Regions from separate parts of the Mus musculus genome. Here regions 1, 2, 4, 5, 6 and 7 are each linked to region 3. The links are chromatin contacts, called in public promoter capture Hi-C maps. All regions are on one chromosome and are shown on one strand. The core of a region is the stretch at or near the end of the contact, and the rest is flanking DNA. Distances in the headings are between cores, read along the strand shown.

Region 1 (2,899 bases), core at 29-2,528, 2.7 Mb after region 3:
GCATGGTGTCTTGATCAATATTTAGCAAAGCATCCTTCACTGATATTTATAAATTAAAATAAATATATGAGCATCTCCAAATTTCTTTTCTACATCTCATATGTTGTTTATATACCCAGTGAAATTCTGCCATTTCCTAAGCAAATTAGTAATTAGATCCTGTCTTAACCAATAAGTTATGGCTTAATAGTCATCTGAAAGAATAGAGAAGGTTTAAGGGGCAAGTCACAAAGGAAAGAACAAAGTGACAGATGGCCATCTTCCTAGGGCACAGAGGAGTAAAGAGGAGGAGAAGTCAGGAGGAACGGAAGTTAACGTCACTATCAGCTACACAGAACACTTCAGGGCAGCCTGGACTACACAAGAAACTGACTCAAAATCCCAATACAAACACAAAAGGATGGCAATAGGAAGGGGGAAAAGGTAGCTATGGTTACCAGCATAACACACAAATAACGTCAGTCAAAACTTCAACAGGGAAAGGGGAGGGGTTCACAAGGCCCCACCCTTAGCTAAGGATCGGTTGGAATTCATGACCACTGAAAAAGAGATTCGTTTTGTTTGTTTGTTTGTTTGTTTATTTTGCTTGGAGGTGTGGCCAGTGAGCGTCCACGTTCTAGGGGATGTCCTGTGCGCCCTCCCTTCCCCGCCCCATACACACAGGTATGCACACTAGAGCAATACTAAGTGGACTCAGTGGGTTATAAAACAAAAACAAAACCACCAGGACAGGAAATTGGGAGTGGAGCATTTTGGGAGATACCTGGTACTGTTGAAGTAGGGGACAGTAGGGGTGGATTTGATCGGACTGCATTGTATATACATCTATTAAATTCCGGATAACAGAAGCCATCGAGACAGTGTCAGCTAAGGGCATGCTTCCACACCTCAGGCACAAGCTGACAGCAGATGCACCCTGCCAGGCACCCTTCTCCATTCCTAGGCTACCGAGCCAGCTCTCCTGCCCCAGAAGTGCAGGACAGAACAGGGCAACGGCACCTTAAAAGAGAGGCCACTCCCAGCTCCATCCCTCCTCCAGCGTTAACCAGCACCGGAATGGACAAGCCTAGGTCACCACAGTACCTCCCATTCAACTTCTTCCCGCCTCCCTCCAAGGCGGACCCGCCCACCCCGCAACGTCCCTCTGGCTGCGCTACATCCTGGGACCAACCTCCATGCCAGAGATGCTACCAGAGCGCGCACAGGACCCGACACTGGCCCAACTTTGGAGAAGACCGCCAGAGAGGGAGACACACACAGGCGCAGAAGAAACACGGAAGCGCCCTTCCCAGAGTCCCTGTTTGTGACGTCGCCGCGGACGAGACTACATTTCCCACAATTCTCTGCGAGCGAGTTTCACAAAGCCGTGGTAGGTGATTTGAAACGTTCCCAAGTTACTGTCAGGCTGTTTGCCAAAGAGAATGGGTAGAAACAAGCCACTTCTGAAGGTGGATAGCCACGGGGAGTCAGGGTACCGCGTTTAAATTTTCAAAATGAGTATGGGTTGAACCTTTGACAGCATTGTTTATTATGTGTACTGGATACTTTGGGTCCATATATTGTGATTTTAAAACTCAACCTGCTTCCTACAAAATGTTTCGTTTTTGTTTTTGTTTTGCTTTGCTTTGGTTTGGTTTGTTTTTCCAGACAGGGTTTCTCTGTATAGCTCTGGCTGTCCTGGAACTCACTCTACAAACCAGGCTGGCCTCTAACTCAGAAATCCTCCTGCCTCTGCCTCCCAAGTGCTGGGATTAAAGGTGTGCGCCACCACTGCCCAGCTGTGTTTGTTTGTTTGTTTTTGTTTTGTTTTTAAAAAAGATTTATTATTATATGTAAGTACACTGTAGCTGTCCTCAAACACACCAGAAGAGGGAGTCAGGTCTCATTATGGATGGTTGTAAGCCACCATGTGGTTGCTGGTATTTGAACTCAGGACCCTCGGAAGAGCAGCTAGTGCTCTTAACCTCTGAGCTATCTCACCCACCCCAAAATGTTTCACATCACAAGGCAAACATGGATTAAAAAAATGAGCTAATATTTTGAGAAGACAATTCTTAAAATGAGAAATGAAAACAGACAATGAACATGTGAAAAAGTGTTGGTCCAAATAACTGGAACTTCAAACTAAAGATGATTGTATAGAAGCAAGTGTGGTTTTACATGTTGAAAATCCCAGATGTTGGTTACTGGAGATAGGAATAGGAGTCCGAGGTCACCTATAGACATATAGAAAGTTTGAAACATGTTTGGTATACATGACTCCCCACTCAAAAACAAAACAGATTCAGAAAATGAGATCACAGAATGTATATGCTTTGAGTAAACTTGCATACTAAAGTGTTACATGTACCTTTTGCTACCCCACCTAAGCTCTGGGAACAGGCAGTGCTATCAGCCCCTCACCTAGAGAATACTGGATCTTTGGATAAAAAACACAGACACACAAAGCAGTTAATCTTAAAATGTCTTTGCTAACTCAATGACAGGGCATTGCTAAATCTCAAACTCAAACTGTTCTAGAATTCAATTGTGGGGCAATGGGCTATGCACAGAGACAGCCTGGTCTCCAGTCGAACTTAGTTAGGTCTTGAACCCCGGTGGGACCCGGTGGGTGGTAATTTTCACCTACATGGGACAGAAGGCATTCGATCATGTCTCCTGGACCCCTAGCTCCTGTCGAAGTTACCGCCCCCAACAGTCCCCAAAGGAGAGGCTTGTGGCTATCAGTGACATAGACAATGTCCCAAGCTGCTGGCATTCTGGCTAGACTCCGCCCCACAGTTACCTAGCAACAGAAAGATAGCCAGCCCACTATAAGAGGGGCTGCTTGGCTCCACCTCACTCTCTTAAGCTTTCACCTTTCTTACTCCCTAGCTCTCTTTCTCTCTTTCCCTTCCTG
Region 2 (3,261 bases), core at 201-2,700, 3.0 Mb after region 3:
CTTACCTTGGGTTGGTTTTCTCTTCAGGGACAGTCATTACCTCACTCTATAGTGGACCACACAGCTTGTGACAATAGATAAAAAACCTCTCAGAATCCACTGACAAGGCAGAACATGAAATTCTATCAGTCCAAAAGCTAAAACCTCATCAGATGGTATCTTAGGTAAATAGAATATCTCCGATGACTCTATGAGACACACACCAATGTATTTTAAATTTTCCTTGGTTAATGACATTCTCTGTTCTGTAAAACCATGAAACTGCCTTGTGTTGAAGCACAGAATTTGGATTAACCTAAGTCTGTATTCTCAGATAATGGCCACTCAAAAGGCTGACTAAACTGTCTCTTAACCCTTTAAGAGGAGAACTGCATTTTGCATGGACAGGAACCTATGTGAAAATTATAAGACCCCAAGTGTGCCAGAGCTTTCTGAATTTTTCTTACAACCACAGGAAAACATGAGGAAATCATTCTAGAAATGTCCAGTGAGCAGCAGTAAAGCTGGGTGCCAGATACAGGGACAGAGTGCATTTAAGAGAATTTAGATATTTCTGATAATGTGAACAGACAGAAGAAAATCATGTGACCAGAGGAGGGCCATCTCCTTTCTCTTTCAGAGACATTCCAGTCCCTTCCAGAGATCATGAGTTCCATTTCTCTCATCTCACCAAGTCATCTCTCATATCTGAGAAGGAGTCCAAATTTTGGACAGAACACATACTAAGAATTGTTGAGTATTATTGTCTAGTGTTTTTTTTTTTTAGCAGAAGGGCAAAATTCATAATTATTTGGATTGTGCAAACACTGGTTCATATCAATTACAGGACTACTCTGTGGCTATACAGCCATGTATTGTGGTGATTCAGGTACAGGATTATACATCCTGAGTTCTTATTCAACCCGAGGCATCCATAAATCTAACACTTTATTCCAAAGGAAAAGGAACTAACATTCCACACAACAATCACCCTCACGGGACTCTTTGTCCCTGGCACTAGGAACTTTAGGAAGATTTGTGAAGTCAAACTCCAGTACTAGATAGAACACAGAGTATAGGAGGCGCTAGATGTCCAAGTGTTCTAAATCTCCTGAGAATCTGACTACAGCCACGTGAGAACGGGTCAGCTAGGCAGAGCATATTTCCCCAGTAAAGATGAGTGCGCTCCTTTCAGCATCTCAGAAATAAGCAGTCAGCAGACCCAGCCTGCCCTTGCCATCCTGTTGTTTCCAACTTTCTTCCCTAGCCTAGGTCAGCACAACATCTCCAGGTCAGCAGCTTGCCCTGTCTCATAACAAGCCCAGATAAGCTCCTTCCGTGCCCGATACGCCACCCTGCACAGTCCCTCAGATCTGCAAGGTTGCGGTGTTCCCTGCACCAACCTCCATGTCAGAGATCCAAACGAAGGTTTCAACAGGACAGACGCCTAACTCTGGGGAGAAGTTAAGTTTGAAAATCAAATGCGGAAGTTTGATAGCAACGGCCAGCCTTCTGATGACGTCACAGGCATCCGGACTACATTTCCCACAAATCAGTGCGAAGAACTTCCATGAACCCACAGAACTGGGTTGTTCACCTGCTGGTATCCTGACTGTGATTCCTTGAAGTTGGGAAGAAACAGTCTTCTGCACTTGGGCAGTCACAGGGCATTTGGATTCATTTAAAGTTCTGTGGTCCCAGCACGCAATGTTAGCCTGTGAGTCGACCCTTTCACAGTGATGTTTATCAGGTTTCTTAGTTATTTCTGCTAGAACACCGTGATTTTAAACTATCTTACTACCACATGGAAAACTCGCACTTTCATGACTTGCTTTACTTAAAAATATGGAAGCAAGAGCTAATTTAAGGTGCTCTTGAAACCATCCTTGGTGACCCTGCCTGCTACGCAGCATATCAGGTGCTTAAGACAAAAGACTTAGAATTCAAAGCCAGCAACCATCAGGTATTTTCTGAGCACTTGCTTTCCTCTGCATCTCTCCCAAGAGGAGGAGCAGAGCTCCTGGGATCGCAGTGGTGTATGTCCTAACTCTTGGTCCATTTTGTATTATAGGATTTCTGCCTGTGTTAGGTTTGATGTTCCGTATTGAATTCTCCGTCTCTCATGTGAGCCTGTCATCGTTCATATTTGGCAATATTTGAACATCAGTGGTATCCGCCTTGAACTTCCGTTATTTCTCCGAAGCAGAACACCGAGATAATTCCTTCTTGAATACAAAGGTATCAGAAATATGTTCATAGCATTGCCAAATGAGGTCGGTATATTAAAGAAGTTACACTGGAAACATACAATATTGAGAATTCCCATCTCTTCTTGGGAAGGTTTATTCCTGTGAAGTTCAAGCTTGAGTCAAAGTTACAAACCCCATTGCAGAAAAGGCTTCATACTTCCCTGATATATTATGATTCAAAAGGAAGCTGTTTCAGAGCAAAGACTGTGCAGAGTCCCTATTGAGTTCTTTGTCAGGGAGTGTGTTTACCTATGGATGCAGAACACCTTCCTCGATTTAGAGAAACTAGAGTCAAGAAGCAGTACATTCACCTGGACACTTGATTGGCATGTCTGTTTAGAATGAGGTCATGAGTGGTCTGTCCTCCTCCTGAATATTGCAGTGGAAGGCATTGTCAGCAACCACAAGGACAGAATTTCTGAGCATAGCAAGTTTTCTAATATGTGTATGTGTTGAGGTTCGGTGTGTTGCTATGTTTTGTTATGCTAAATTCTCTACTCAAAGGTCTAGACTCTCTACTGACTTCTCACATTTACAAGGTTCTGTTGTGTAAACCTTGTTCCTTGATTTAAAACTACTGGATAAATCAAATTGGCTACAGCCAATTACTGGAGGGATTTGAGGCAGGTGAGTTTTGAGTTAGCTGGTAGGAGGTGGAGAAGAGAGAGAAGGAAGAGACACCAGGACAAGGAGGAGGAATGGGAAAAAAAGGACGAAGCTGCCCTGGAGCAGACGGACCATGAGCATGTGGCCAGGAGAAACTGCAACTTCCACTGGGAAGGCAGCCAGGACAGCAGTTAGAAGAGTAGATTAAGGGTTGCAGCTCAGTAATTGTCAAAGCCAAATGAAATAACCCTAATCCGAATTGAGTTTATTTGTAAGGCGTAACCTTAAATTGGTTATATTACACATGTATATGTGTACATCTATGTTTGTGTCTGCTACATGCACACCTACCTTAGAGGGTCGTCATTCACGTGAGATGTGCCCATCCTTGAAGTTGCAGCATCCATTTACAAGTCTTCTGCAGTCT
Region 3 (3,083 bases), core at 281-2,780:
GAAGACCATTCTCTCTAGACAATGTAAACACTACAAACCGTGCCATACAGTCTTCTGTGTGTGGACTTCCACTGGTGCCACTCTGCACTAAAGGTTTGATCAAATTTTGGAGTAGCTAAGGCTGTTCCCAAGCAGAGGACAGCCAAAAGGAGTAAAAGATTCATGGTTCAAACACCTAGGGAAGGAAAAAGAGGAAATGAGAATCCCACGGAAGCTTTCTCTTTTAAGGACAGTTTCTCATGTAGTTTAGGCTTTAAACTTTTTCAATGACCCATCTCTCAAGTTTAGGGATCCATGAGCCACCAGCCCAGCAGTAAACCGTTCTGAGTTGAAGCATCCTTGCACGTGTTAACAAATGTGATTATGAGTGGAGAAAAACAAGTCAGGAATTAATCTTTGGAGGTTCCTAGACTCTAGCTACTGAAACAAAAACAGCCTAGTAGTCATTGGAACAGGGGTAAACCCTTTTCTCTTGCTTTTTTTTTTTTAAGGATTTATTATTATACATAAGTACACTGTAGCTGACTTTAGACGCACAGAAGAGGGTGTCAGATCTCATTATGGGTGGTTGTGAGCCACCATGTGGTTGCTGAGATTTGCACTCAGGACCTTTGAAAGAGCGGTCAGTGCTCTTACCCGCTGAACCATCTCGACAGCCCCCCCCCCACTTTCTCTTATTATAGCGCCACGGTAGTCTTAAGTCTTCCGATATTGTATGCGTCAGAATCTTAAGAGGACAACTGGGTCCAGGTCATTTATTGACAAGTATTAGTGACCCCAAGTGGGCATACAGGAGTACCCAGAGGGTGGGTTGCCACCACACACTTTAACGCACAGCTGCACATCAGGCGAACTGAAGCCTCAAGGCGATGCCTCCTTATGCGATCTCAGTTCGGGTTAGGGGCCAAGCTGGGCCCGTCCGGGGGAGAGGGGGATGGGCGTCCGCTCCGCGCTCGCGGCCACCGCCCGCGAATGTTATGGCGGCACAAGGAGCCCTGGGTCCCGTGACCAGCTTGAGGGGGTCCCGCTGTCCCTACGGGTCCCGGCAGCCCGGAGTCACATGACCTGATGAAGACCCCGCTCGACAACAAGGGCCTATCACTTCGGGGAGGCCGAGGACACATCCTCGAGATCCTGGCCCATCCGGGGGTCTCCAGTCCGGGTTGCAGATGCTATGGTTCCCACATTCTAGATTCCCCTACCTGCCCTTGCTCGGGAAGCCTTTAAACCCGCGGGGGTCACTCACCTGAGGCGGCTAGCTGCGCACAAGAAGTCTGCAAACTCGGATCCCCGGAGGTCGCCGAGGTCCGAGAATCTGGAGGAACAGCGCCGGGCTCAGGCTTTAAAGCCTCTCAGGCTACAGCCCCGACAGGGCCCGCCCCCGCCCCGTCATTGGCTATGCCTGCCTCGGGGCGGAGCCTGCGGGAGTCCGGGCGCGTGACGCCGCCGGGTCGTAACCTGTCCTGTGGTGCAAGCCTTGGGGCGAGGCTGATCCACTTTGGAGGGTCCACGCCAGCGTGGTGCCTTGGTTCTGTAAGAAAAGCGTAGGAAAAAAAAGGCCTGCTGTGGAATTTCCACCTCAGCCATACCTTTCCTTTTGTATGAAAGTTGTAGATTAAAATGTGCAGGGTGGAGAGTTGCATAACCCGTGGTTTCTGTTTAACCCACAACAATGCTGATGTAAGTGGAAGAAGACAGAGCGGAGGACAGAGTCACCTCTCCAGGGTCTGGCTGGACGGGTGTCCATAGAATTTAGATCAGCACGTGGCTTCTAACGCCGCACTTCCTGCCTTACCTATACATGGATTGTTCCTTAGGAGCATTTCTCTCAAGTCTGGTAGAAATTCTTTTCGTGGCAGGCGGGGACGCGGCGGTGGGGGTGGGGTTGTAGGATGGTGGCTAGAAAAGAAAAGAAAAAAAGCGGTTGAGAACGATGGAGACTGTTTTCCTACTTTACATTATGAATTGTTTTTCTTACTTTCAATTTTTTTCTTTCTTTTTCCTTTTTTTTTTTTTTTTTGTCTTTTCGAGACGGGGTTTCTCTGTGTAGCCCTGGCTGTCCTGGAACTCACTCTGGAGACCAAGGCTGGCCTCGAACTCAGAACCGCCTGCCTCTGCCTCCCAAGTTTTGGGATTAAAGGCATGCGCCACTTCTGGAATTTGATAAATTCGCTGGAAAAGATATAAGTATGTGTTTGAGATAGGGGTTATAGGGTTTAATAATGTAGACCAGGCAATCACAGGCATCCTGGTTTTGCCTCTCAAGAGCCGGGATTAAAGCTATCTCCGAGCTATCCGCTTTAGTTTCCTCTTCCTCACTCAAGAAGAGTAATATTTAATAGAAGGCTGTAGTTGTGTAGCTTGAAGAAATTACTTGGATAGAGAAAAAATATATATACAGGTATAGGTAAGATTGAAAGAAAATAATTCGGTAAAGTGTAATTTTTTTTTAGCCATATAAGATTTTTTTTATTGGCTATTCTGTTTAGAAGCTTTATAATATTTGAGTTTGGTTAATTTCAGTATGTGATTTTTAAAAATTTGTATTGTCTTTTTTTTTGTTTTGTTTTTGTTGTTGTTTTTGTTTTTGAGACAGGGTTTCTCTGTGTAGCCCTGGCTGTCCTGGAACTCACTCTGTAGACCAGGCTGGCCTCGAACTCAGAAACCCGCCTGTCTCTGCCTTCCAAGTGCTGGGATTAAAGGCGTGCGCCACTACTGCCTGACTTGTAATGTCTTTTATAATAGTATTTAAAATATTTTCTGAGACAGGGTTTTCAGTGTAGCCTTGGCTGTCCTGGAATTTGCTCTATAGATGAGGCTGTCCTCAAAACTCACAGAGATCCGCCAGCCTCTGCCTCCCAAGTACTGGGATTAAAGGAGTGCGCCACTACCTCCTGGCCCTAAAAGAAGTATTTTTTTAAAAGTGATTTAAAAGATCACGTTCAGGGCTTGGTGAGATTGCTTAGTGTTAAAGAGTTGCCTGAACCCAAGCCTAAGTTCAATCTCAGAGATCTATATGGTGAAAGAAGAGAGCCAAAAGTTGTTCTCTGACTTTTGTATGTGCTGTTGGCACATGTACACCT
Region 4 (3,207 bases), core at 534-3,033, 3.0 Mb after region 3:
AGTACAGTGGTAGATGTGGTTATCATTTTCCATCTGTAGAGCCAGAATGCTGTTCTGGGAAAATTCATTTAAAATCATAAGAAACCACCAGGGGGGTAATGACAGAAAACAACAGAGAAGATGATGCAAAGATGACAACCATTCCCTGCAAATACAGAGGAATACTCAAGCCAGACAAAGATGGAATCCTTTCCCACACAAGAAATGCAATCAGGTTTCTAACCCCAAACACTAGTCATTAACAGAAGGATACTAGTGAAAATTTGGATGTAACATTTCAAATACATTCGACGGAACTTCTTACAGCCCATTTGTAAGTTTTCATAATTAGAAGATGTCAATTGGATGGATTTCTATCAGGGCACTGGTGCTCAGAACTGAGACCAACCAGAAGTAATTACCACGTAGAAAAAGAAAAGCTATGTTCTAAGAATCTTTTTAAAACACATGGTCTCATGTAGCCTAGGCTCACTTTGAGTTGGCTATAAAGGAGACGATGATTTTGATTCTCTGGATTCCTGACTCCTCCCCAAAAAGCAGAAGTGACAGAAATGTGTCATAGAATTACACTTAAGTTCTCTTTTCTGTCATAGAGCTGTTTAATTAAAAATATATATGAACATAAGGTGCCTATAAATTGTATATGAGCACAATGCTGTACTCTCTCTACTTTGTAAGGAACATGTTTTGATGTACAAGGCAGCATTGCGATTCCGACTTCATATACTGTTATTTTTTTTTTCTACAGATTAGCAAAGTTAACGAGGAAATGTCTGTTATCCTAGGTATGGTTAGAAACTCATTGAAAATCCCAGTAGATAGGACAAGGTGGTCTGAAGCCCATGATTTCTGGGAGTAGACTTGAATGCCACGAGCCAGGCTCTGGCTCACTAACCCTTGGTTTGACTGAAAAGTGACAATATAAGCAAGATCACCTGAGATAGGGGGGAGGGCTGTGGTGGAGAAACCCTGAAAAAAACAAACACACACACACACACACACACACATCAACTCATCTTTTATATTTGAAAAGGAGTCCAAATTTTGGACAGAACACTTATTAAGAGGATTATTGTCTAACGATTTTTAAGCAGAAGGGCAAATTCCATATTTGGGCAAACACTGGTTCATACCAGTTACAAAATTACTCTGTGTCTATGTAGCCATGTATTGTGATGATTCAGGTATAGGATTGTACCTTCAGAATTCTTTTCAACTCGAGGCATCCATAAATCCAACAATTCATTGCAAAGGAAAAGAAACTAACATTCCATAAAACAATCACCCTCACAGGTCTCTCTGTCCCTGGACATCAAGAACTTTAGGAAGATTTGTGAGATCAAACTGGAGTAGTGGACGGGATATAAAGTTTAGTAGGCACTAGACGTCCACGTGTTCTGTATGTCCCGAGAATCTGACTACAGCTATGTAGGCACAGGCAGAGCACGTTTCCCCAGTAAAGATGAGTGCGCTCCCTTCAGCATCTCAGGCAGAGGCAGTCAGCAGACCCAGCCTGCCCTTGCCATCCTGTTGTTTCCAACCTTCTCCCCTTCAAACCTGTGCCCAGGGGCAGTGGCCCAGCCTAGGTCAGCACAGCATCTCCAGGTCAGCTCAAATCATCTTCAGCGCCCGACCAGCCACCCTGCACAGTCCCTCAGATCTGCAAGATGGCGCTGTTCCCTGCACCAACCTCCATGTCAGAGATCCAAACGCAGTGCTCAACAGGACAGACGCCTAACTTTGGGGAGAAGCTTAAGTTTGAAAATCAAATGCGGAAGTTTGATAAGAACAGCCAGCCTTTTGGTGACGTCAACGTGGTAGGGACTACATTTCCCACAAGTCAGTGCGAAGAACTTCCAGGAACCCACAGAACTAGTTTGTTGTCCGCCAGAATTCCTGCCACCCGTGAGTAGGTTAAGTTAGGAATAAACAAGGATCTGCAGATGGGCAGACACGGGCATTTGGACTCTTAAAGTCCGGTGGTCGCAGCACCCTATGTTAGCCTGTGCATCGAACCTTTTACAGTGATGTTTACCACGTTTCCTAGTTATTTCTGCTAGGACGCTGTGGTTTTAAAGGAATTTAAAGTATTTTACTACCATATGGAAAATTCATCAGTTACTTAAAAATATGGAAGCTAATTTAGGACTGAGCATTATCTCTTGAAGATGCTCTTGAAACCATCCTTGGTGACCCTGATTGTCTTGCAGCATCTCAGGTGGTTAAGAGAAACAAATTAAAATTCAAAGCTAATTACCACCAGGTGGTTTCTGAGCACTGCTTTCCTCCCCTGCATCTCTCCCAAGGGGAAGGGGGCAGGCAGACAGAGCTCTTGGGATCACAGAGGTATATGTACAGAGAGACAGGAAAATTAATAAGGAACATCAAAACCTAACACAGGAAATTCTATAGTGCACAGTGGACCAAGGCTAGGCCACTATCCCTGGGCACAGGTTTGAAGGGGAAAAGGTTGGAAACAACAGGATGGCAAGCGTCCTTGGTCCATTGTGCACTATAGGATTTCCTTTGTTAGGTTTGATGTTCCTTATTAATTTTCCTGTGTCTCTGATGATCCTGTCATCATTCATATTTCACCATATTTGAACATCAGTGGTATCTGCCTTGAACTTCCCACATTTCTCTGAAGCAGAACATCAAGATAACTCCTTCTTGAATACAAAGGTATCAGAAATGTGTTCATATAACTGTCAAATGATATCACTGTATTAAAGAAGTTACACTGGAAACATGGAGTATTGAGAATTCCCATCTCTTCTTTGGAAGGCTTATTCTTGTGCAGTTCATGCTTGAGTCAAAGTTACAAACCCCATTGCTAGCTCCCTGGGAGCAGTAGTATGCTAGCAGCCTTCAGATGAACATGTAGAACTCTCAGCTCCTCCTGTACCATGCGTGCCTGGATGCTGCCATGTTCCCTCCTTATTATTGGACTGAACCTCTGAACCTGTAAGCCAGCCCCAATTAAATGTTGTCTTTTATAAGACTTGCCTTGGTTGTGGTGTCTGTTCACAGCTCTAAAACCCTAAGACAACTAGGCTATGTACTATTTACTGAACTAAGACAGGAGTTGGTACCAGGAGTGGGGTATTGTTGTGATAGGCATGACCACGCATTTGTCTGGAAGAATGTGGATTTGGGGACTTTGGATTGGGAAGCAGTAGAATGCTTCAAATGGGGCTGAAGGGGCTA
Region 5 (3,120 bases), core at 198-2,697, 2.9 Mb after region 3:
TAAAATCTCAGCAGATGGTATCTTAGGTGAATAGAATATCTCCCATATATCGTAGTACATGCTTCTATCGACTCACACCAAAGTATTTTAAATTTTCCTTGGTTAATGACATTCTTTGTTCTGTAAAACCATGAAACTGATTCCATGTTGGAGCATAGAATTTGGATTAAAGTAAATCTGTGTTCTCAGATCAAGGCTATTCAAATGGCTCTGGACTAAACTATTCTCTTAACCCTTCAGGAGGAGAACTATGCATAGACAGGAACCTATGTGAAAAATCATTAGACCCCAAATGTATAACAGCTTTCCAAATTTATATTCCAGCTGTTCCAAAGCAGTTGAAAAACTTGGGGAATTCTTCCTAAAACTATTAAAGGTGCCTCAGTAAACCTGAATGTCACATTGAGGGACAGAAAATTTAATATTTAAGACAGTTAAATTTAGGACAGTTCAGACGCTGCTGACAATGTGAAGAGACAGAAGAAAATCATGTGATAAGAAAACATAGTACAATGTACAGAGCCTGGCAGATTAGAGAGCAATGTACAGAGCCTGGCAGATTAGAGAACAATTTACAGAGCCTGGCAGATGAGCAGAGCCATTTTCCTCTTCCCTTTCAGACTTTCCAGCCCCACCCAGCAATCTCTCATCACACCAAGTCGTCTCTCATCTGAAAAGAAGTCCAAATTTGGACAGAACACATACTCAGAACCGTTGAGGTACTGCTGTCTAGCGATTTTAATTTGATGTGCAAAATCCATAATTATCTGGATTGGGCAAACATAGGTTCATACCAATTACAAGATTATTCTGTGGCTACATAGCCATGTATTGTGATGATTCAAGTCACAGAGATGTCTATTGGAAATTCCCACTCTAACCAAGGCATCCATAAATCTAACAATTCATTCCAAAGGAAAAGTAACTAACAACCCACACAACAATCACCGTCACAGGACTCTCTGTCCCTAGACACTAGGACCTTTGGGAAGCTGTGTGAGCTCAAACCAGGAGTAATCTCTAGGACATAAAGTATATGGGGCGCTAGATGTCCACGTGTTCTGTATGTCCTAAGAATCTGACAACCACCACAGGAGAACCCGTCAGCTAGGCAGAGCACGTTTCCCCAGCAAAGATGCGTGAGCTCCCGTCAGCATCTCAGGCACAGGCAGTGAGCAGACCCTGCCTGCCCTTGCCATCCTGCTGTTTCCAACCTTCTCCTCTTCAAACCTGTGCCCAGGGACAGTGGCCCAGCCTAGGTCAGCACAGCACCTCAAGGTCAGCAGCTTCCTGTCTCACAAGCCCAAGTTGGCACTCTCTGTGCCCTATCCGCCACCCTGCACAGTCCTTCAGATCTGCAAGATGGTGCTGTTCCCTGCACCAACCTCCATGGCAGAAATCCAAATGCAGCGCTCAACAGGACAGCTGCACAAATTTGAGAAGAAGCGAAGTTTGAAGAAAGAATACGGAATTTTGTTGCTGACAGCTCTTTCTGATGACGTCACAGGCGATGGGACTACATTTCCCACAAGTCAGTTGGAAGGACTTCCGGGAACCCACTGAAGAGCTTTTGTACACTGCCTGGATTACAGTCCACTGAGAGCAGCTGCACATGGGCATGCACATGGAATTTGGGCTCTTTTAAAATCCTTGGTCATGGCACGAAATGTTTGCCTGTAAGATGAGCCTTTCACAGTAATCACGTTCATCACGTTTCCATGTTATCTCTGCTACAACTCTGATCTATGTATAGAATCATTCACGAATGAAAAATTCATGCTTTCATGATCTGCTTTATTTAAGAATGTGGAAGCAGGAAGTTAATGTAGGAGTGAGCATTATCTCTTTACGATTCTATTGAAACCATCTTAGTCGCTTAAGATAGAAGAATTGGAGATCAAATCTAGTCACCAGCAGATGTTTTCTTAGTACAGGCTTTCCTGTCTCCCAAGGGGAGGGGCAGAGTTCCTGGGATCACAATGGTGTGTGTACTGACTGTCGAGCCATTGTGCACTTACAGGATTTCCCTTTGCCTTAGGTTTGATGTTTCTTATTGATTTTCCTGTCTCTGCACTGATCCTGTCATCGGTCATATTTGAAAATATTTGAACATTAGTGTTATCTGTCTTGAACTTCCCTCCCTTCTAAATAGAACACTTGAGTGTTTTCTCCTTGAATACAAAGGTATCAGATATATGTTCATATTACTGTCAAATAAGTCACTGTAATAAAGAAGTTACACTGGAAACATGCAGGATTGAGAATCCCTACCTTTTCATGGGAAGGTTTATTCCTGTGTAGTTCATACTTGAGTCAAAGTTACAAACTCCATTACAGAAAAGGCTTCATACTTCCCGGAATCCTAATGATCCAAAAGGAACCCGTTTCAGCGCAAAGACTGTGCAGAGTCCCTATTCTTTTTCAGGAGTATGTTTATCCAGAGATGCAGATCATTTGCTCACTCAGAGAAACTAGAGGCAAGGAGCAGTACGTGTGTGTACCTGTGCTTGATTGGCAAGCATCATGACTGGTCTGTCCTCCTCCTGAATGCTGCAGTGAAGGGCATTGTCAGAAGCCACAAAAGTTATTATTTCTCAGCATAGCTAGTTTTCCAATATGTGTTATGTGTTGAGGTCTGGTCTGTTGCTATGTATGTAATGCTAAATTCTATACCCGAAGATCTAAGCCTACCACAGACTTCTCACATTTACAAGGTTCTGTTGTGCAAACCTTGTTCCTTGATTTAATACTATTAGTTAAATCAAATTGGCTACAGCCAATTACTGGAGAAATTACAGGTAGGTGGGTTTTGAGTTACCTGGTAGAGGGTCGAGAAGAGAGAGAGAAGGAAGAGAGACCAGGAAAAGGAGGAAGAATGGGGAAAGAGGACAAAGATGCCATGTCTCAAAGATGAGACATGGCCATGAGAAACAGCAAGTATCTGGGGTATACCATCGGGAAGAAAGGAGGACACCAGGATAGCAGTTAGAAGAATAAATGAGGGCTGCCCTCCCCAGTAATTGTCAAAGCCAATGGAAATAACCATAGTCTGAGTCTTATTTATTTGTAAGCTAGTCAAGGGTAAGCTTAAATTAGTTGTGTGTATGGTATATGTATACA
Region 6 (3,041 bases), core at 28-2,527, 2.7 Mb after region 3:
TATCACCTCTACATTGTAGGAAACGAGATTTAAGGTACAAGAAAATGTACTTTTCACACCTTAAACAGTGTAAAACGGCACATTCTTAGTTTCCTGCAGATTAGTGACATTAATTAGAAAATGTCCATATTTTAATGATTGTTAGATGATACATAGAAAGTATTGGTATTGATGTAGTTTAAAGCCCATGCTTCTCAGGTATAGATTTTAATGCTGTAAGTCAGTCTCCAGCACACAAATCAATTTGACTGAAGTGTGGCAAAAACAGTACAAATGTCAGGATGAGCAGCGGCTGTATACAAAGGGCAGGGTGAGCATTGGCTGTATACAATCACAGGACCCTGAGTGAGCCACAGCTCTTCAACTTCACTCTCAATCTTTCCACACAACACCAAATTTCTGACATCGCAGTCTCCGGTGCAATTGTATGTGGTAATAATCTCTAGTATTTTCCACTCTGCAGTGTTGTAGGATCAGTGATAGCTGGGACAAAGTTCAGAGTGCCCCCTCGATGAGATTTTTTTTTTTTTCCTCATACAGGTGTGTGAATGTGAGGGTTCTGTCACAGTGGGTAAAGGAGTGATTCCTATCCAAAGTGAGCCGCCCTGAAAACTAACAATTTATCACAAAGAAAACGGGACGAACATCCCATACACCAAACTCCCCCGCAGAACTCACTGTCCTGGAAACTATGAGCCACACGAACTCAAAATCAGAGTCCTGGGCCTCTCATTGAATACGGGAGGGCCCAGAAAAACCCACTTGCTCTAGATTTCCTGAGGGATCTGACAACAGCAATGTGAAAACTAGTTAACAGCAAGCTTCCCCAGCCAAGGTGGGGTATGAGCTCTCATCACAGCCTGCCTCTGGCACGGTCAGCCAAGCCACCCTGCTCTACCAACCCTAGACTTTCCAGTCTCCATTCTCGCAGTAGCAGGCCACCTCTCAGGTCCCTGAAACACATGATTGACTCTGTCAGCCGCTCTGTCCTAACAGAGCAATCACTCCTTGCACCGTGCGTGCGCCCCACCCCTGCACTCTGGCCAAGCCTAGGTCCGCACTGCAGGACCACGTGGGCTTCTCTCCGCCTCCCGCCCAGCCCTCCCCGGCTCCCTGCACCCCGGGCCCGCCCACCCGTATAGTTCATGAGGCCTGCAAGGCTAGGCTGCAGCCGGGACCAACCTCCATGTCGAGCGCGGAGCGCAAGCCACACTGTTCCAACTTTGAGAAAGCCGCAGAGTTTGGAGAAACACAAAAGCAAAATGAACCGGAAGCACAGAGGAGTAGAGTCCGGTCTAGCGGAGTCATGCTAAGAGAGACTACATTTCCCAGAAGTCTACGCGAAGGACTGCCCTGAACCAAAGTCAGGGAGAACTATTTATAGCCTGTCACTGGATTAGGCTGCTTTTTAAGTCTCAAATTTACAAAGGTCTTGTGGGAATATAAATCCAGCCTTTGACGGCAACTTGTATTAGGTTTACTTCTTACTCTGATCAAAGACGTTACCTAAAAAGCTCTGGGGTTCCTAGAGTCTTTTGGCAGGAGGAAAACTCATTGACTCAATTATACTAGATTTAAAATAAAAACCATCAGCAGCTCCTGCCTCCGGGTTCCTGCCCTCTTTGAATTCCAGCCTTGGCTTCTTCCAATGGACAGCAATCCAGGTTATGTAAACCAAATAAACTCTTTTCTCCTGTGATTTCTATTCTTGGTACTTGACTACATCTAGAATTAGATGGAATCCAGAAGAAATACAAGGGACACCTTTGAGGGATTTTTGTTTGTTTGAAGTGGGTGGATCCACTTCTAGTCATGACTTGTGAGGTAGATGTTGTGGGTTGCCCTGGTGCTGTTTGTATTCTGATGTTAATTCAGCTTCCTCAAGAGGGGTTGCCCCTGAGAGGAGTGGATCACATACTCAGGTGATTTCCTGTGAACCTTCTCCCCATTCTAACTGGTCAAATAAAGACTAGAGCCTGTGATTGGGCAGTGGAAGGGAAAGGTGGGGCTAGAGGTTTTAGGAAGTGAGGGAAGAGTAGGGAGCGAGGGAGGAAGAAGACTGAGGAAGAGAAGATAAGAGGAAGATGGAGCAGAACCACAAGGCCCTGAGAGGCAGCAAATAATGTGGGATCTCACAGCTGGGGAATAGAGTAGTGTAGTGATAAATCTGCTCAGTCTAAGCGTGCAGCTTGTAAATAATGTAACTGAGTTGTGTGGTTTTTGCATAGACTTATTGGGGTATCAGGGTTGGGGAATTACTGCAACAGGTGGAAATACATGCCTTTAATTCCAATCCTGAGGTGGGAAGATAACAATTTTAATCTGGACCACACCTTCTGCTGGAAGTCTATATAACAGCAATTTTCTCTTTTTTCTCTTCCTTCCTTCCTTTTTTTTTTTTTTTTTTTTTTCTTTTCCGAGACTGGGTTTCTCTGTGTAGCCCTGGCTGTCCTGGAACTCATTTTGTAGACCAGGCTGGCTTCTAACTCAGAAATCTGCCTGCCTCTGCCTCCCGAGTGTTGGGATTAAAGTCATGTGCCACCGCGCCCTGCTATAAAGCAATTTTCAACATGCAAGTTATGACCCCTTGAGGGTCAAACAACCCTTTTCAGGGGTTGCTTAAGATCATCTGCATATCACATAGTTACATTACAATTCATAACAGCAAAATTAGTGATAAAATATCAAAAAATAATTTTATGGTTGGGGAGTCACAACATGAGGAACTGTATTAAGGGCTCACAGCATTAGGAAGATTGAGAACCACTGCTACATAGATACGGAAGATGGAAGCTTTTGCTCTTTGTCTGCTTGCTGTTACCTAGCAAGTCCGTTCCCTCATGGGCATTATAGCTACATCTTTGGGATTCCAGCATATACCGAGCACCAGCTTGTGGACTGAGCAAACTACTGGAGTCTTAGACTTTCTATGCTCTGCTCTGCCAGCCAACATCAGATTAGCTGGACAACAGTCTGTAAGTCATTTGAATAAATCCCCCCATACACACACACACATACATACATACATACATACATACATA
Region 7 (3,193 bases), core at 292-2,791, 2.6 Mb after region 3:
GTGCTCAATAAATGTTAGCCAGCAGTATTCTCAACTAAACAGACAAAAAACCTGTAACTGTCAATTAACTCTTACTTATGCCGTTGTGTTCTGTTTCTCTAGCCAGAGGATTCAGATAGTTTTATGTCCTGAATAGGAAGAAACATTTGAGAGTTTAATCTCTTGTTATAGTTGGGGGATGCTTGCTAAGAATAATACAAGGGCAAATCTTTCCTTCTGAAGTGGTATAGGAAGGCGGTGTTGGCAATAACCTTGTGGAATAGGCAATTTTTGCTAAACTTTAGTTGGAAAGGGGCTTCCAAGCCTGCCAATTTTCCCCTCAAACTCCCTCTCATCTCCAAAATAGTTAAAGTAGGAACTAAGTTGTGCCACCTAGACAAGACCAAGCTTCGAGAGAAACTTCAGCACAGCCAGGCAGGTCCAATCTACAAGTGGGGGTCCTGACAGTCAAGACTGGATATGTCACTGTAGCCCACGATGATGGAGGTTCAGACACTATTCTCCACATGCTTTTACGTATGCTATTCTAGAAAAAAACACTGGTCCACTCTCAGCATCAAAGTACTTTTTATAATGTTGGGGATTACAATAAGGGCTCTAGGGTACTTACAAACCAGCTCCCAGAACCCCAATTTCATTCTAGAGTCTGTCCAGAATCAAATTCAATACCCTTTCCACATTTAGTAGACTCTGTTAAATTCTATTTGCATTCAAAGATCTGAGTGCTAAAGACTAATAATGTTCACCCTCCACTTTTACTTGCCAGTGCACTCCTTTTCACATAAATTTGCTGTCTCAGCAATGTCAATGATTGATAGTCTGTGCAGAAGGACAGCACAGTCCCGCCCCCTCTCGAGACCCACCTTCCCAGGGTCTTTTCAGCACCAAGCTAGAGGTTTGGAGGGTTCCAGTTTGTTGAGTGGAAGTGAGTCCAGGACAAATAAAGACACAAAGGACTCAGAAACGAGTAAAGATGTGCACTCGTGAATAACGCCTTACGGTATGTACATTAAGAGGGCAAAAGAAAAAAAAAAATCCTTAAAATCTCTCAAGTTCATTAGTAGGGTACGCCAGCTCTCAGCGGTTACCGGGCACTCTTGTTTTGTTGTTAGGAATAGGAACAAGAGCCGAAACAGGCTTTTCTAGGTTCAAAATCTTTACAACTAATCCCGAGCTCCGATGATGAAAGATGCACTTCGTAATAAAGGGCCTCTGGGCAGCGCAGCCGCAGTCCTTAGACTCTTTAACCAACCGGCTTTATCCGGGAAGGACTTCCGCAGGAAGCCGGGACATCCTCGGGGCCTTAGTCTGAAGCTGATGAACAAGCCCGGCGACGTTGCCACCACAAGGTTTAGGTACCGACCGATCGAGCCCGAACCTCCTCTCCGGGTCACCGATACCTACCAAGCCGCGAGGCTCCCGGACGCTGCTGGGTACAGGTAGGCCGGACAGTAATCCGGCCGGGCGGCGGTCTCGCGCTCCTGCTTCACAGCGACCGTGCAACCTACGCCGGGGATACGGTGCACCGTAGCTTCGCAAGCCGGCGATTCGCCACGCTAGGCCGGCACCGCCCCCCACGTGGGCTGCGCTGCGAATGGGCGAGACCATCTGCGGCGGCGCGGGAAGGGACGCCGCGGGGGACCGGGACAGAGCTGGCCTGGGGTTTGCAGGCCCTGGAGCTGGTCGCCGCGTTCCCAGGATCAGTCACTCCGCCGTAATGTGGGGAGGGTGAGAGCTCTACGATGTCGCCCTACTAGGCTGCTTCTTCAGGCTGCCTTCTCCCCCTGCTCCGGGACGCGGTGGTGGCGCCGCGACCCCGCCCTCGCGCGCGGGTCCTTCCCTGGGCTAGCACCCTTCTCAGGGTGCCAGACCCCGCCCCAGCGTCAGGCACCTTCGCTGCTGCGGTCCGTCGCTGCCGGGGTCCCAGCCTTCTAGGGCCGGGGCCTCCGGGGCCGCGGCAGGACGGGGAGAAGAACTATGGCGTCCTGCGTGGGGAGCAGGACTCTGAGCAAGGATGATGTGAACTACAGGATGCATTTCCGCATGATCAACGAGCAGCAAGTGGAGGACATCACCATAGACTTCTTCTACCGGCCGCACACCATCACCCTGCTCAGCTTCACCATCATCAGCCTCATGTACTTCGCCTTCACCAGGTAAGTCTGGCCTGGAGTCGCGCGGAGCGCCGGGGAGAGGAGGACAGAGACGACAGACCGAGAAGCAGTAGAGGGGAGGGTGGCCAGGTGTGGCTGGTGGTAAGGAAGTGAGTAGCTGTTCCACGCGTGCAAGCTCGGGGACACAAGGGCCACACAGCTCCTCTGCCTACCGCGTGGCTTACAGTCCTCTCCGCCTACTTTTCCACCTGCCACCCCTCATGTCCAAATCCCATCTTTCTCATTCACTACGTCGGACCACACCAGGAACTCATGCAGGTCACCTAGCTGGGTGATCCACACCCCTTGCTCTGTATCGTTCTCTGTCACTATCAGAAGGCTCTGATCTCTAACCACTCATCCGTGGTCTGTCTCCAGCAAATGGCATGAACCATTTCATGATTGAACCTCCTTCAACTCACACTACACACATAAAACACACACCATACACAGAAAAATCCTCTGGCATTCAGTATTACCAGGCACACACACAAATGTACATGTGAGGTGCACCACACTGTTTTTCCTTTTATATACATTTCCCAAAGTCATCTAATGTAACTCTTCTCCCAGTCTCAAACACCACCTCAATGCCACAGCATCAGCAGTCGCTGTTGACACACATCCCAGTGGATGCCTCCCATGAAGCACAAGCCAATACCCATCATTTCCAATGTACTGTACTCTATAGGCTACCGCTGACCACAAGGGGCACATCCTGCCCTCTCATGCATCTCTAAAATACTGGCTGAAAGGGGATAGTGGCAAGCAGTTGTGTATTATCTAGAGACTAGAGAATGCTAACCACACTAAACAAAACACATAAAATGCACACAACATAACATGGCTCTCTTATTCCCCTAAAAATATACACACATGTTCAGATCACTTCTAATAGCTGTGTATTTCGTACCTTACAAAGCTATTGTATCTGTGGCCCCTTGACCTCAGCCAAGGAGCTAATGGATCCTACAACATACACACCCCTATTTCTGTCTTATAATTTATATTATCTGAATTACATTTTTTAAAGAGAGGGG

The links. Promoter capture Hi-C pulls out the DNA fragments that hold promoters and counts their contacts.
Region 1: a contact with region 3 is called in a promoter capture Hi-C map of pre-B cells, with 4 times the contacts expected there. The contact joins the promoter of Zfp712 here to the promoter of Ctsl in region 3. A contact is called at or near these places in 4 of 39 promoter capture datasets (cranial neural crest, hippocampal neurons, liver and 1 more).
Region 2: a promoter capture Hi-C map of pre-B cells shows a contact between it and region 3, with 7 times the contacts expected there. The contact joins the promoter of Zfp953 here to the promoter of Ctsl in region 3. A contact is called at or near these places in 2 of 39 promoter capture datasets (cranial neural crest and pre-B cells).
Region 4: a promoter capture Hi-C map of pre-B cells shows a contact between it and region 3, with 5 times the contacts expected there. The contact joins the promoter of Zfp595 here to the promoter of Ctsl in region 3. A contact is called at or near these places in 4 of 39 promoter capture datasets (cranial neural crest, hippocampal neurons, liver and 1 more).
Region 5: a promoter capture Hi-C map of pre-B cells shows a contact between it and region 3, with 3 times the contacts expected there. The contact joins the promoter of Zfp457 here to the promoter of Ctsl in region 3. A contact is called at or near these places in 2 of 39 promoter capture datasets (cranial neural crest and pre-B cells).
Region 6: a promoter capture Hi-C map of pre-B cells shows a contact between it and region 3, with 2.6 times the contacts expected there. The contact joins the promoter of Zfp708 here to the promoter of Ctsl in region 3. A contact is called at or near these places in 3 of 39 promoter capture datasets (cranial neural crest, hippocampal neurons and pre-B cells).
Region 7: a promoter capture Hi-C map of pre-B cells shows a contact between it and region 3, with 2.5 times the contacts expected there. The contact joins the promoter of Mterf3 here to the promoter of Ctsl in region 3. A contact is called at or near these places in 6 of 39 promoter capture datasets (the 3T3-L1 cell line, cranial neural crest, liver and 3 more).

Annotation. Positions count from the first base shown.
Region 1 is chr13:67,059,892-67,062,790 of GRCm38.p6, forward strand. Zfp712 (zinc finger protein 712) reads right to left here and starts at 1,279. Exons shown (of 4, transcript NM_001166218.1): 1 at 1,172-1,279. The coding sequence starts at 1,177.
Region 2 is chr13:67,359,122-67,362,382 of GRCm38.p6, forward strand. It overlaps Zfp953 (zinc finger protein 953), which reads right to left and starts at 1,451. Exons shown (of 4, transcript NM_001038651.3): 1 at 1,383-1,451. The coding sequence starts at 1,388. Gm17039 (predicted gene 17039) reads left to right here and starts at 1,544. Exons shown (of 2, transcript NR_167764.1): 1 at 1,544-1,942; 2 at 2,051-3,261.
Region 3 is chr13:64,368,990-64,372,072 of GRCm38.p6, forward strand. Ctsl (cathepsin L) reads right to left here and starts at 1,531. Exons shown (of 8, transcript NM_009984.4): 1 at 1,247-1,531; 2 at 39-175. The coding sequence starts at 164.
Region 4 is chr13:67,330,777-67,333,983 of GRCm38.p6, forward strand. Zfp595 (zinc finger protein 595) reads right to left here and starts at 1,784. Exons shown (of 5, transcript NM_177622.3): 1 at 1,691-1,784. The coding sequence starts at 1,696.
Region 5 is chr13:67,304,965-67,308,084 of GRCm38.p6, forward strand. It overlaps Zfp457 (zinc finger protein 457), which reads right to left and starts at 1,448. Exons shown (of 4, transcript NM_001003666.2): 1 at 1,386-1,448. The coding sequence starts at 1,391.
Region 6 is chr13:67,080,268-67,083,308 of GRCm38.p6, forward strand. Zfp708 (zinc finger protein 708) reads right to left here and starts at 1,278. Exons shown (of 4, transcript NM_001012448.2): 1 at 1,183-1,278. The coding sequence starts at 1,188.
Region 7 is chr13:66,931,531-66,934,723 of GRCm38.p6, forward strand. Mterf3 (mitochondrial transcription termination factor 3) reads right to left here and starts at 1,542. Exons shown (of 8, transcript NM_025547.4): 1 at 1,405-1,542. Ptdss1 (phosphatidylserine synthase 1) reads left to right here and starts at 1,300. Exons shown (of 13, transcript NM_008959.3): 1 at 1,300-2,156. The coding sequence starts at 1,978.